Regions from separate parts of the Cricetulus griseus genome. Here region 2 is linked to region 1. Evidence: chromatin contacts called from public Hi-C data. All regions are on one chromosome and are shown on one strand. Each heading gives the region's core, a stretch centred on a gene start, on an enhancer-like site or on the middle of the called end of the contact. The rest is flanking DNA. Distances are from core to core; before and after follow the strand shown. Region 1 holds the start of Trib1 (tribbles homolog 1). Region 2 overlaps LOC103159000 (E3 SUMO-protein ligase NSE2).

Region 1 (6,046 bases), core at 3,276-5,775:
TTCTACAAAAGCTGTCAGGGGAGAAGCAAACATAGGTGTCCTCCTTCCTCAGGTAGGGCCTGTATCTCCTACAGGCCACTACACTAGTCTCTTAGCAGGACACTGCCCAGGCCAGTTGACACCACTGACCACACTAAGGAAATTCCGTTCACCCGAGTCCCAGCTGCAATAACCACAATGGGAAAGTTGTTCAATTGTGATTATTGGGCTGTCTCACTGTAAGAACACTTAGCTGAAACCTAGAGAAATTAGGCGAAGAAACAAGAGGCTGATGGATCTGAGGGTTGCAGGGACCCTACACAGGGACTGAGGCAGATCCTACACGAGCCTCTGTCTTGTGGAGAACCTCTGTTGAAGAAGTCAGTGGAGAATGCGAAGGAAAGCACAGAAACCAAGACTGAACTGGAAAGAATAATCTAGAAGACCTTTGGCCAAAGGAACGCTTACGAAGCTGCAGGTGCCTCCCTCCCTAGGTAGAAGCAGCCACCCACATCTCCTAGAACCCCCACGGCCACGTGGGGCACCTCTAATTTCCGGTGCCTGCTTCTCCGAAACAGACCTATTTCAGTAAGTCACTTCTTGTGTAGTTACGTGCAAACATTTGGTCAATTCCTTTTCCTCTCAAAGGTCTGGTTTCTTTCTCTCTCTCTCTCTCTCTCTATTTTTTTTCTCTTTTCCAGCCTTCCTGCTCCCTGGAGTGAAGCACACATGTACTGACTTCGGTGTGTCCTCAGCGTGACCTCCCTGTTATGTAAAATACCCATCGGTTCTGTAAACGGAAAATATGACTCAACCCACACTGTCTGCCCCTGATTGGCTCCTGTAGGACTAAAACCCTGCACCTGTGCTGGTTACATGAATAGCGTCAGCCTGCCGTTGCTTAACCCTCGGGTTACCAAACCCTATGCCCATGACACCGGCCTGTGCAATGCAGATTTCAAAAACCAGCGAGGAGGTGTGTAGCACATGTTTCAAAAAGAGGCATCAGCATATTATCAAAGAAGCACATTCCAGGAACTGGACGCCTCTTCGCAGCAAACAGTTTGCTCCTCTTTGCTAATCAGTATGTTTCAATAGCTAGCGCAAGGTCAGACGCGAACTCATACTTTGAGGGCTTCAACCCTGTACTTTCTAGACCCTCGCACACCCCCCACCCCCCCACCCCCGCCCAGTTAAAGGTAAAAGTGACCAGGTAGGGTACTCCTGTGTAACTATATTCAACAAAGTCACTCACTCGAACAAGGCCAGTTCCACACTCTACCTCTCCCCACCACAGATATGGTCTGTGTTCAGGATGAAGTGTGGGGCATCTCACACAGCTTCCTGAGTTCTCCTGGTGAAACCTCCACTTCAAATCTTAGTGTCTCCTCAGTCCCTTATCAAGCACACCTTGTCCTTTATGAGGTAAGCCAAGAACTATATTTAGCGGTGCGTGCTAGCCAACTTCCATTTATTCTTCAATGTGGGTATTTTCTGAAGATGGAGCCGATGAGATGGCTAAAATCTCACCAGAAAATGTGAGCAAACCATTTCGGGGTGTGGGGTGAGGGTACCAAGGTTAAAACAGTGCAGGAATGCAGTGTGGTAGGGCTGGCTGGAATTCTGCAAACACAACAGCCTAACCAGCTCTGTCATGTCTTCTAGGCACAGCCCAGGCACTGATGGAAGCCAGGATTTGACCACCTCTTGGAGTCTGTGCTTTCCAGGACAGGTGAACACCTTTTCCCCGTTGGACTGACCTCCCTGACAAGAAAGCCTGAGCCTGGGACAGAAATAGAAGTGTATCTGTCATTAGGCAGCATCCTCAAAAGCGCCAAGGTGTCTCTAGGCTTCGCCATCCAACAGGGCAAAGAATGAACCAAGGTTGACCACAAACTTCCAGAAGCATGACTTAATACTAAACCAGGCAAGACCTGAGCCTTGGGTTTGGCTTGCACCTAACTGCATGACCTGTACCTTCAGTTTTTTTGGTTCCAAAGGGCCACAGGAGGTGCTGTGGCAGCTGCTCACCTCTCCTCCGTGGAGAAGACAAACTTCCTAAGCTTCAGGTCCCCCAGCACGATGGCCGACTGGTGGCAGTGGGCAACGGCGGAGACTATCTGCTTGAAGAGCCGAGCGGCCTCCTCTTCCCGAAGCCTTTTCCGGCTTCGCACATAGGAGTGCATGTCCCCAAAGTCCTTCTCGAAGAAGACGTAGGCCTTGGTCTCCCCAAGGATTACTTCCACGATGCCGGTAATGTTTCTGTGCGACGGCAGCTGGATGTAAGGCCTGATTTTGTCCTGGTAGTGTTTAATGGGAAACACCTGCGGAGATAAAGTGACCTGTTTAGGGGCCAGAAGTTCAGGGGCTGCCCGCCAGGTCCTACATGAAGCTGGGCTGAGGTCCTCAACCTTTGGATAGTCCATTCTCTCTGCCGTTTATGCAGCTCCAGCTGCTATGATGCCCTTAAAGCAAGTCACACCTTGGGATCCCGGCTAGCAACTTCCAAAGCCTACCCTGGTCCACACATACTTTTGTCTTTTAGGGGCCTGGTATCAGCTCCTGGGAGCCGAGCCTGACGTGGATTGGATCTTCCTAATAGATAAGGCTTGCTACAAGGTAGCTAAGGGAAGGGACCCCAGCATCCCTGCAAGGGTGAAAAGCAACAATGAAACACAGAAGGCTCAGCTCAGCACAGCCAAGGAATGTGGCGATTTCGCTGCCTCCAAGGGGAAGCAGAGGCAGCAAACATGTAGAGATGTCATTAGTCAGAGGGACTGATGACTTGGAGGGAGAGACTGACAAGGCTGCCTTAAGCAACCTTCCTATGGCTGTGACTCAGGTGGAGGCAGCCTGGGGTGTACCTTCCGACAGGAGGGGATGGGCACCTCAGAAAAGCCGTTTTCATCTGTTTACACGCCTCCCCCCACCTTAGTTGCCCCACCCCCAGAACGGAGGGCAAATCCTCTAAGAAGCTGCTGGCTGGTCTCTTTAAGGGCCTTTTGTTCACTCCGGTTACTCATATCCTAGACGCAACTGGAAATGGTGACACACGGGCTGTCACCATCTGGATTCAGCTATTATCTGCTCGGAGGAACTGGAAGGGGTTGCACAATGACCCAGACCCACCCCACCTCTGAGGTGGCTGCTCTGGTACCAACTGGGGGGGGGAATCCCTCTGCTGCTCTCTCCTCCCGCCCCACCCACCCCTCCACACAAGTTTCTCTTCCAAAACTGCTCTCATCCACCAAGAAAAAAAGGTTTTTTCCCCCCCTCTGGGCTTGACCACGCATCTGAGATTTCACGCGAGTAGACAGTAGGTGGCACCAGCAAGCGGGGAGAGGGGAGTTCAGGTGAGCTGCTGAAAACCCAGGAGCCACTCTTAACTCCAGGGGAATGAAAGCAGTCGGTGGGGGCTCTCGGTGGACCAGGGTGTGAGCGTCGCGCTCACCAAGCACAGACCGTCCACGGCTCCGCGCTCTCCAGGAGAGCCGGGCCATCCCCTATGGAGTTGTACTCCCCCTAAGGTTGCAATAAAAACTGGCGGACGCAAACTACAGCGAGTGGAAGCGAGAGCCCCTGGGAGCTCCTCAACACTCTTCTCAATCAGGCCTGGAGCCCCTCCCAGGCTTAAACCCCCGCAGGCCCGCGACTCCCTGGGGTGGGCTGTATTCTGGTTCCAGCCAGAACCCCCTGGGTAGAAGCCGGACACCGTGTCTGCAGAGCCTGTGCCGCGAACGTCCGGCTGAGAGCCTGCCAGCTGCTCCAAGCCGGGAGGAGGCACCCACTGCAGGGCGTCCGTCCAGGGCAGGGGGAGGAGGGGGGGATGAGAGCAGGGCAATGGCATGGCCCTGGAATCCATTGCAATTCCAAACTTAAATGGGACGCCACGCGCTAGCCACACTTGAGCGCCAAAGAAAAAAAGCACCGAGATGAACCCCTCCACTTGCCCTAGACCGCGGGTCCCTCAGCAGAACACTCCACAGGAAAGCCCTCAGGGGCGAAGCTGACCAAAACGCCCTCTTGATCCGACTTTTCAAAGCCCTTCCTTAGCGGCTCTGCCAACCCCAAAGCTCCGGCCGGGGCGCGATCCGGGGTAGCCAAGCCCTCGTGCCAGGCCCGCAGCCCTGGCCCCCGGGATGCTTACCTTGCAGCGCAGCTCGCGGCCGGTGTGGATGCACAGCGCCCGGGACACATGCTCGCGCTCGGCTAGGGGCAGCAGCAGGTAGTCGGCGATGCGGCTGGGCCCGGGTGCGCTCGCACAGCTGCCGCCGCCGCCGGTCCCCTGAGCGGAGGGCGGAGGCTGCGGGCTGCAGGGCGAGCCCGGGGGACTGAGGTAGTCGGGGGGGCTCGAGCACTCGGAGAGGCGCGGACACTTGGCCGCCACGGCCGCCGCGTCGTCCGCGTCCAGCAGCCGTTTGGCCGGGGTAGCCCGGGCGGCCGGGAAGAGCAGAGCCGGAGCCGAGCGGGGCTGCGAGGCGCCGCCGAGTGCAAAGCGCACGGGACCGACCCGCATCGCGGCCCTGGCCGGAGCGGCCCCGGCTTTGGAAATCCCGGGCTCGGCGCTGCGATTCCTTCCAGCCCTCGGGATGCCGTTGGCAGACGGAGCTCCGATCGGTCCCCGAGAGGTGCGCGACGACAGCCGTTCCCGGACGCCGGCGTCTTCCACACGAGGACCACGCTGGCCACGCGTCCGGGCTGGGGAGGGAGGCCACCCGGGGTCCCCAGACTCCCGCGGCCACCAGGTCTGGGCGCCTCGCGGGCGGCGGCGGCGGCGATCGGGGCCGCTATTGTTGCCGACGCTGGGGGCTGAGTCCCGGGACGGGGAGGCGGCCCGGCTTCCCCGGCTTCCCCGGGTTCCGGGGCGCTGGAGTCTGGAGGATCGGATTCCGCAGGCTCGGTGGCTTCCCGGAGCCAAGGCACTCACTTCCAAAAGCAATTAAGTGGGGAGTAGAAGCCGGCACAACTTTGCCGCGCCGCTCGGGATCCTGCGCGCTCCGGGAGTGCGAGCGGGCGGGCGGGCGGTGGAGCGTGCGAGCCGCGCTCAGAGAGAGAGTGGCTGGATGTGAGTGTGTGCGCCGCACTGATGCCGGCCTGTGCGCTCCTTCTCCTTTTCCTCCACCTCCTCCGCCTCCCGGTGACTCACGCTGTATACACACACACACACTCACACTCACACACACACTCACACACACACTCACAGGCCGGGCTGTGTAAACAGTTGGGAAGCCGGGTTGTGCAATGAGGTGGCTGCGACGACTCCAGCCCCGTCGCCCCGGCTCACAGTCACCGGAGCGGAGGGAGGAGACTGGGGAGGGGAGGGGGGGAAGGAGGGGTGATGGAGTGGGAAGCGGGGGACAGCGGGGGTGGCCGGAGGCCCGGGGATGCTCCCGACTGCGCGCGCCTGGGCGCAGGTGGGAACGTCCGTCCGTCCGTCCGGGGCCGTCTTGGGCGCGCGCGCAGGCATGCACGCTTGCACGCTTGCACGCTTGCACGCGCCCCCCGGGGCTAGGCTGGGCGGCAGGCTGCGCGCACCCGAGCGCTGGCCCCGCGGGCTCGGCGGCCCGGAGCCGAAGGAGGGGGGCGGAGGAGAAGCTCCCGTGACGTCAGGGTCCCGGGGAAGTGGGCGGGGCTGGGCGGGGGCGAGGCGGCCGCTGATTGGCGCGCGCGCACCATTCACACAACACAATGGAGTGCGAGCTCCCGGCCGGCGCGCGGCTCCCCTCCGTCCGGGCTCGGCGGGAGCCGCTGGCTGCAGCCCCGGTGGGGACGTCCCCCGTGGCTCTTGCACTCCGGGAGCTCCCGGTGGAGCTGCGGGCGCCGCCGAGTCGCGGCTGCAGCCCGGAGGAAGGGGCGAGAGGGAAGGTGATGCATTCCATTTGCAGTCATTCACCACCACCCCACCCCACCCCCCCACGCGGTAGTTCCGGGGAAAGACCTGTGCGTGGTAGTGAGTGTGGCTTTTTTTTTTTTCTCTCTCTCTCCCCCTTCCTTTTCCTGCCTCCTCCCGGCTCTAATCCCCAGCGTCTGTTCGCTTCCACAAATAGAACCTTCTGTTGGATGAAAT
Region 2 (6,021 bases), core at 462-2,961, 180 kb after region 1:
ACTATGTAAACATAGGCCTGAAGCGATGGCTCAGTGGTTAAAAGCACCACATGGCAGCTCACAACTGTCTGTAACTCCAGTGCCAGGGAATCCAACACTCTCTTCTGGACTTTGTGGATATCAAGTATTACACAGACTTACATGCAGGCAAAACACCCACAACATATAAAACTAAAACATAAAACTAAAATTGTGCAAATATACTTCACCAACTGAAGCATTTCTCACAGGGAATATGTGAAAAAAGCCACCAGAGAAATACAAATGAAAACCAAGAGGACAGCACCTGGCTCACTTAGAGAGACCATTACCAAAGACAAAAAGTGACCAGTATTCAAGAGGATGTGGGAGGGGTAAGAATTGGCTCAGTCATTGCAGAAAACAGTATAGAGTTTCCAGAAAAGAAACAAACAGGCCCCAAAGCAGTAATACTATATATGAACCAGCAATCTCTTCTCTGTGTGTGAATGGCCAAAGGAATAAAACTGAGTGTCAACTGCTCTCCCAGGTCCAATACAACCCTATCTGCAACAGTCAACATGTGAGGCTCCATCTTTCAATGGATGAACACACACACACACACACACACACACACACACACACACACACACACACACACACACACACACACACAGGGGTGAAGGGGAGAAACACGTATCTGATCTGCACTAACAGTGCTACTGGGTTTAATCCTTTCAGTTTCATCCTGAAAATGCTTAATTACCCTGCTGAGCTCACTCAAAGACACCAAAATTCACACGCCTCCAAAACACAGCCATCAGCATAAAATGCGCATGCCCTTGGGCCAGGGGGATGCTAAGGACAGACCATGTTCCCTTCTCTAGGCAGAGACCGTATCCTTTGGGGGCAAAAACACCATCAGGGATATTCCTGGCAGCCACAAGGGTGGAGTCTGGAAGCCTGTTGTAAGGGATCTCTGACTGCAGACTAAGGAAGGAACTACTCATTACACCCAAGACTTGGCACAGCTCAGTCTCCAAACGTTAGCTTCCAGGCAGTCATCGCACAGCTCCTGGAAATGCTTAGGATCTCTCTGAGCTTTTACTGGGAAGAAACTCGGATAAATAGATTTCAAGCCACTGAAAGGGTTTTGGGTGTGGTTGACATGGCTGACTTTGAAAACTTAGCAACACAGGATACACTATGAGTAAGTTCTTAAAAAAAAAAAAAACAAAAAACAAAAAACAACAAAAAAAAAACCAAACCCCCACTAGAGCTAACTCACCAGACCCTTCTGAAAGGGCTCTTTTACTAATTTCAGTGAAGTCCAGCAGAACATAAGCCGTAATGTGAAACACAATTTATGCAATTATGTTGAAATTCTCTACCAGAGTTGCATCTTCTAATGTAAGATTTTATGGTAAAATAATTTCAAAATACTTTTAAAAGTTATGTTAGGCTCATTTTGGTTTTAAAACTGTCACAGGAAACTCTTTTCTATATAAGTCATTGAAATCCTAAGACAAAATGATAGTGTCTTTAAATTAGGAAAAAAAAAAAAAAACAACCCTAAGAACTGAAGCTAACCCTCAATTGAAATTATACTGTTAGGCAACTCCAAAAGCTAAACAAAAACACGTTAGGACAGAAATTGCAACATCAAGGGAAAACTATCCTCATGTAGAGTTCTAGACTCAGCACCGCCTGAGTCCAGAGATGAACTGATCCTGCCTAGGTTTTCCCACAGTCAGCCAACAGGCTAATCACGACATCACAGCCACTGGGGTTTACTCGGGTAAGGCCTATGAGGCCTTTGAAAAGCCAACAGGGATCCCATGGGTGGGTCTGGTCTGCCTTTCAAAACCCACGAACTTCCCATTATATAATTGCCAAGAAGGGAAGCATTTCCCAAGTTAAACAGCCAGCTGGGCGGCACAGTGGCCGAAGGGCTGCACGCCTGCCTGCCTCCCTCCTTGCTGTTAGGAAAGGGAAGGAAAGAGCTTTGTCAATGGCACAGCCGTCCTGTCTGTTAATGTCAGATGAATGAAGCCCGCTTAATGGTCTCACGGGGTTCTTTCTAACGAAACTCCCAGAAGCCCCAGTATCTAAACTAAAATTTCCATATAATCCCTTATAAGATCCCATCTTACAGTGACCACAGAATTCTGAGAACCTTGCTTTTCCACAAAGCCCAAGAAAAATACTTCAGTTTCACCATTCTCGAATTCATTTGACTTAGAAACAAAATAAACATATTACTCTATTTAATATCATTGCACAAGCAAATTCACAAGAATGAAATGTGGTCTGAGTTCCTAGAAAAAATGTAGCAATCCAGGCTGCCAACTTGCTCGGTGTCGAGCTCTAGGCAGAGCAGGAGCACCAGCAGTGACTCAGACTGAATCACGCGTAAGCTATTTTTGCTTTTCAAGTCCTGCCAGGAGCTGTGCTAATATTCAACTCAGAGTAAATTTAGCTCAACAAGAAAACAAGTGTTTCCATGGCTGCCTCTTCACAGTGTTTATGGTATGGTCTATGCGCAGCCATTAGGCCCAGGAGCCCAGCCAGATCCACAAAGTGGAAATGCTCATCTTTCCTTGGCAACACCAAATACAGCTTGGGCTATCCTTCTGTCTGCTGTCTACCTGCCTCCTGAGCTCCCAAATGGCTAACATGCAGTGAGCTGACAGAGCTAACAGGCTGCTGCTGCTGGGGGGTTTCATCTGGCTTTGCACTGAGTCAAAACCACACTTCTCTAGAGGTGGTGTACACCACACTAAAATGCTTAAAGGACTTAGCAAACACAGTAGAAAGTTTGGTGGACAGACACCACATGGAATCTTCACACAGGATCACATCTAGTGACAGTCTGTTTATGCGGCTGACACTCAGAGGTGCTGAAAAATAAATTAGTAACAGGCAAAGAGTAGGTAAGATTTGATTGTCTTTATGCTGGAGGAAAAAAAAAACCCAACACGATGAAAAATTATCATAGTAACCTCCTTAATGTTTTCTGTAACAGAAAAAGTTTTCTTACTACTCTACAGGGGGCAGCAAGCTGGGTAGCAACACAGGAGAGCCACCAGCAAGCCACCCTACCCAGTGTTGAGCACACAATTCAATAGCACTATAGTTCCAAGCTGAGGGTTCCTCAAAGGGCAAACACAAAAGCCTGGTCCCAGCTTGTAGTGTCTCGGTGAGATGCATGTAACCTCTAAAATGTAGAGTCTAGAGGAGAGTCCCCTTGAAGGGCACCTGGCCCATTCCCATCCCTCTCTCTGCCTTCTCGTTTCCATGAGGTAGACAGGCCTTCCCCTCTGGGTGTTCCAGTCACAGTAGACTGTGCTGCCACAGACCCAAAGCAATAGTGTCAAGTGGCTATAACTGAGGCCCCTGAACCCATGGACCAAAATAAACTTTCCGTCTGAAAGGTCTGCTATGTCAGGTATTGTGTTACACAGTTAGTGTAACACAGAAAGCTGACACAATTAGTATTAACCACATTCACAATTTCATAAAACAGGTCTCCAGAAGCTGTCACCTTGTGATTCTTACACACACACACACACACACACACACACACACACACACACACACACACACAGAGGCTTCTGTGCTTGGGCAGCAGAGTGGATTGAGAAGATGGAGGAGCAGATGCCAGGGCACTTTCCTAACTAAATCTACATCACTGGAATTCCTAGCACCATCTCATACATGGTGCTAGGATTTCACTTGGCAAAAATAATCAGCTTTCCCAGCAGAGGTGTCTACGCTATGTAGGCTGCACGTACCTTGGAATATACACCAAATCATAGAGCCTCTTTTTATAAAAACAAACTTTTATCTAGGCAAGAGAGAAAAGGTTAGGTTTCTCTACCAATGTCAGTACTGACATTGTGTGCAGCAGGCACACAGACTGTGGCAGAGAACAGAAAAAGCATGGATTCCGACCCCTGCTCAAGGCCACAAATCCTGTGAAGCAAGAGCCGTGTTTCCTTTCTTTTCCTTCCTAGCAAAATGTTTTTGTACACGTAGACGGCCACTACTGCAAAGGAACGAAGTGGAGAAGGTTGGGTCAGAACACCACCAGAGAAGATAGAGAAACTAACCAAGTAGGGCAAGTCTGGAGAACAGCCAATGGGTCTGGCATGGCCGTGATGACACACCACCAGTCACACAAACAGCCTCATCGGAGAGTCATGCTCCAGGGAAAAAATTCATCCTTACACAAGCAGGGTGCTCAGAAAGCTATTCAGGCCGTTCAATATTTGGAAAAAGCTTTGCAAGAGTGGTCAAAAGGATCTTTTGAAACTCCTGGCTCTAAAGAACACTGCCAAGGGTACCTTGGTGATAGGTCAAACCCCTAAAGCTCTCTTGAATGGACTCTTTAAGTCCCAGGGTCCGGATCTGGGCCAGGCCTTGGCATACAGCACAGGTGATTCAAAGAGCCGTATGGACCAGAAAGCAAGTGCCGAACTGCAAGCCTGGAGAACATCTGACTTGAAGCCCATGGATCTCAAGGCCCTGGGGAACAGAAGTGATTTATAAAATAATGACCTTCTGACTCACTGGGTCACTGACTCACTAACTCAACTCTACCATGAAGTTTGGGGTTAGAGGAATTTAAAACAGCTAAATCTCTACAATAAGAATATACTCAAAGCTAAGCAGAGGCATATGTGAGAGAGAAAACTGGACCGCTGAAGAGTTGAGTTTAAGAGAGTGGAAATATTCTTTAAGATACGACACATCATTTTACTCAGCAATGCTAGGTCTGGACACATGCACAGGAGAATTGAAGGGAGGAATTCACACGGACAGATGCCGCCCAGTATTCACAGCAATACGGGAACTGACACACAGAGACTCAAACGCCCACCAATAGGTCAATGTTTGAACGGGGAAATCCCCTGGGCTTGGTAAGGCATCAAACTGAGATACAGGTGATGGATGGAGCAGCCCTGAAGCCATTGCAGTGCATGAGCCTGTATGCAGCCTGGAACAGTCAAATGCACCCAGACAGGAATTAGCACAGTGGGGACCAACGAGGGGGCGAGGAGGAATTACTATTTAATGAGCACAACATTTCTGTATAAGATTCTGAAAAGGTCCCAGCAGTGGGTGATGGTGACAACTGCACGGTGCAAATGCATTTAATGCCAGCACACTGCATAAACAGTGTCATGGTAAATTTTATGTTAGCTCACATTTAATACACATATCAAAATGTAAAGCCGAAACAGACGCAAGGAGCAACGATATACTAACAACTGCTTACCTGCTGTACTGTAGGCCTCATTACTGCTCTGCCTTAAGAACAGGGAGCCAGTAGTGCTTGTGGGTAGGACACCTGAACTCTGCACTATCTGCTTGGTTCTAGAATTCTAACCCTGCTCTAAAAAAATTTTTTTTTAAAGCCTATTACAAATAAAACTCAGGGAAAAGTAAAGGGGATTAGTCTGTGTCAAGCTCCTGTCTGCTGTGCAGCGCCTTGCACTGCCTCCCCACCAATCCTGGGGATACAGACCTTACACAATGCAGCCTCCTTGCTTACTTTCAGCTGCCTTTCTTGTATGTGACCTGTCTCTAATCCCCGTGTACCCCCTAGTCCTGGAGGCTGGGGTCCTAGACTTCCGTGTGTCCCTGGGCCCTTGATGCTCCTATTGCTCCCAAGGTTGCTTACCTTGCTCTGACCTACACCTCCTGACTCCGCCTCCTCGTGTTTATTTTGGCCTGAGGGGACTGGCCTAGTATTTATTGGCCTTTGGTACTCTAAACCTAGACACAGTTCCCTAATTCTTTCTTCTAAACTCATATTTACCTTGCTGTAAGGCAAAACTCATCTGGCAGTGATTAAATAGAAAGAACAGAGAGATGATATTGGCTCACAATTATAATATTCCAGACATTTCTTAACACTATAAATGAGAGTTTTTGTTCGGTGTAAACTGGTCCTTTGTAAAGGTCTTAAAGCAGACCTTTATTTTACCTTCTAATTTTCTGCCTTAATCTGATGTTCATTCACCAAGTATACTAGATGTGGAGAACGGTACACATGGA

Evidence for each region. A called contact is a pair of places that touch in the nucleus more often than the background predicts.
Region 2: a contact with region 1 is called in a Hi-C map of the CHO-K1 cell line, with 4 times the contacts expected there. The contact joins the enhancer-like site here to the promoter of Trib1 in region 1. A contact is called at or near these places in 2 of 8 Hi-C or Micro-C datasets (the CHO-K1 cell line and fibroblasts).

What each region holds. Positions count from the first base shown.
Region 1 is chr10:27,986,635-27,992,680 of CriGri-PICRH-1.0, forward strand. It overlaps Trib1 (tribbles homolog 1), which reads right to left and starts at 4,526. Exons shown (of 3, transcript XM_027431600.2): 1 at 4,127-4,526; 2 at 2,011-2,303. The coding sequence starts at 4,495.
Region 2 is chr10:28,164,485-28,170,505 of CriGri-PICRH-1.0, forward strand. The region is part of intron 4 of LOC103159000 (E3 SUMO-protein ligase NSE2); the gene reads right to left. Among named protein-coding and RNA genes, the nearest start is that of Washc5, 96 kb to the right of the region's middle. Within about 2 kb of position 1,712, at least 6 of the 6 cell types and tissues checked have open chromatin away from gene starts, as enhancers often do. A contact at or near this core is called in the CHO-K1 cell line and fibroblasts, where this site is marked.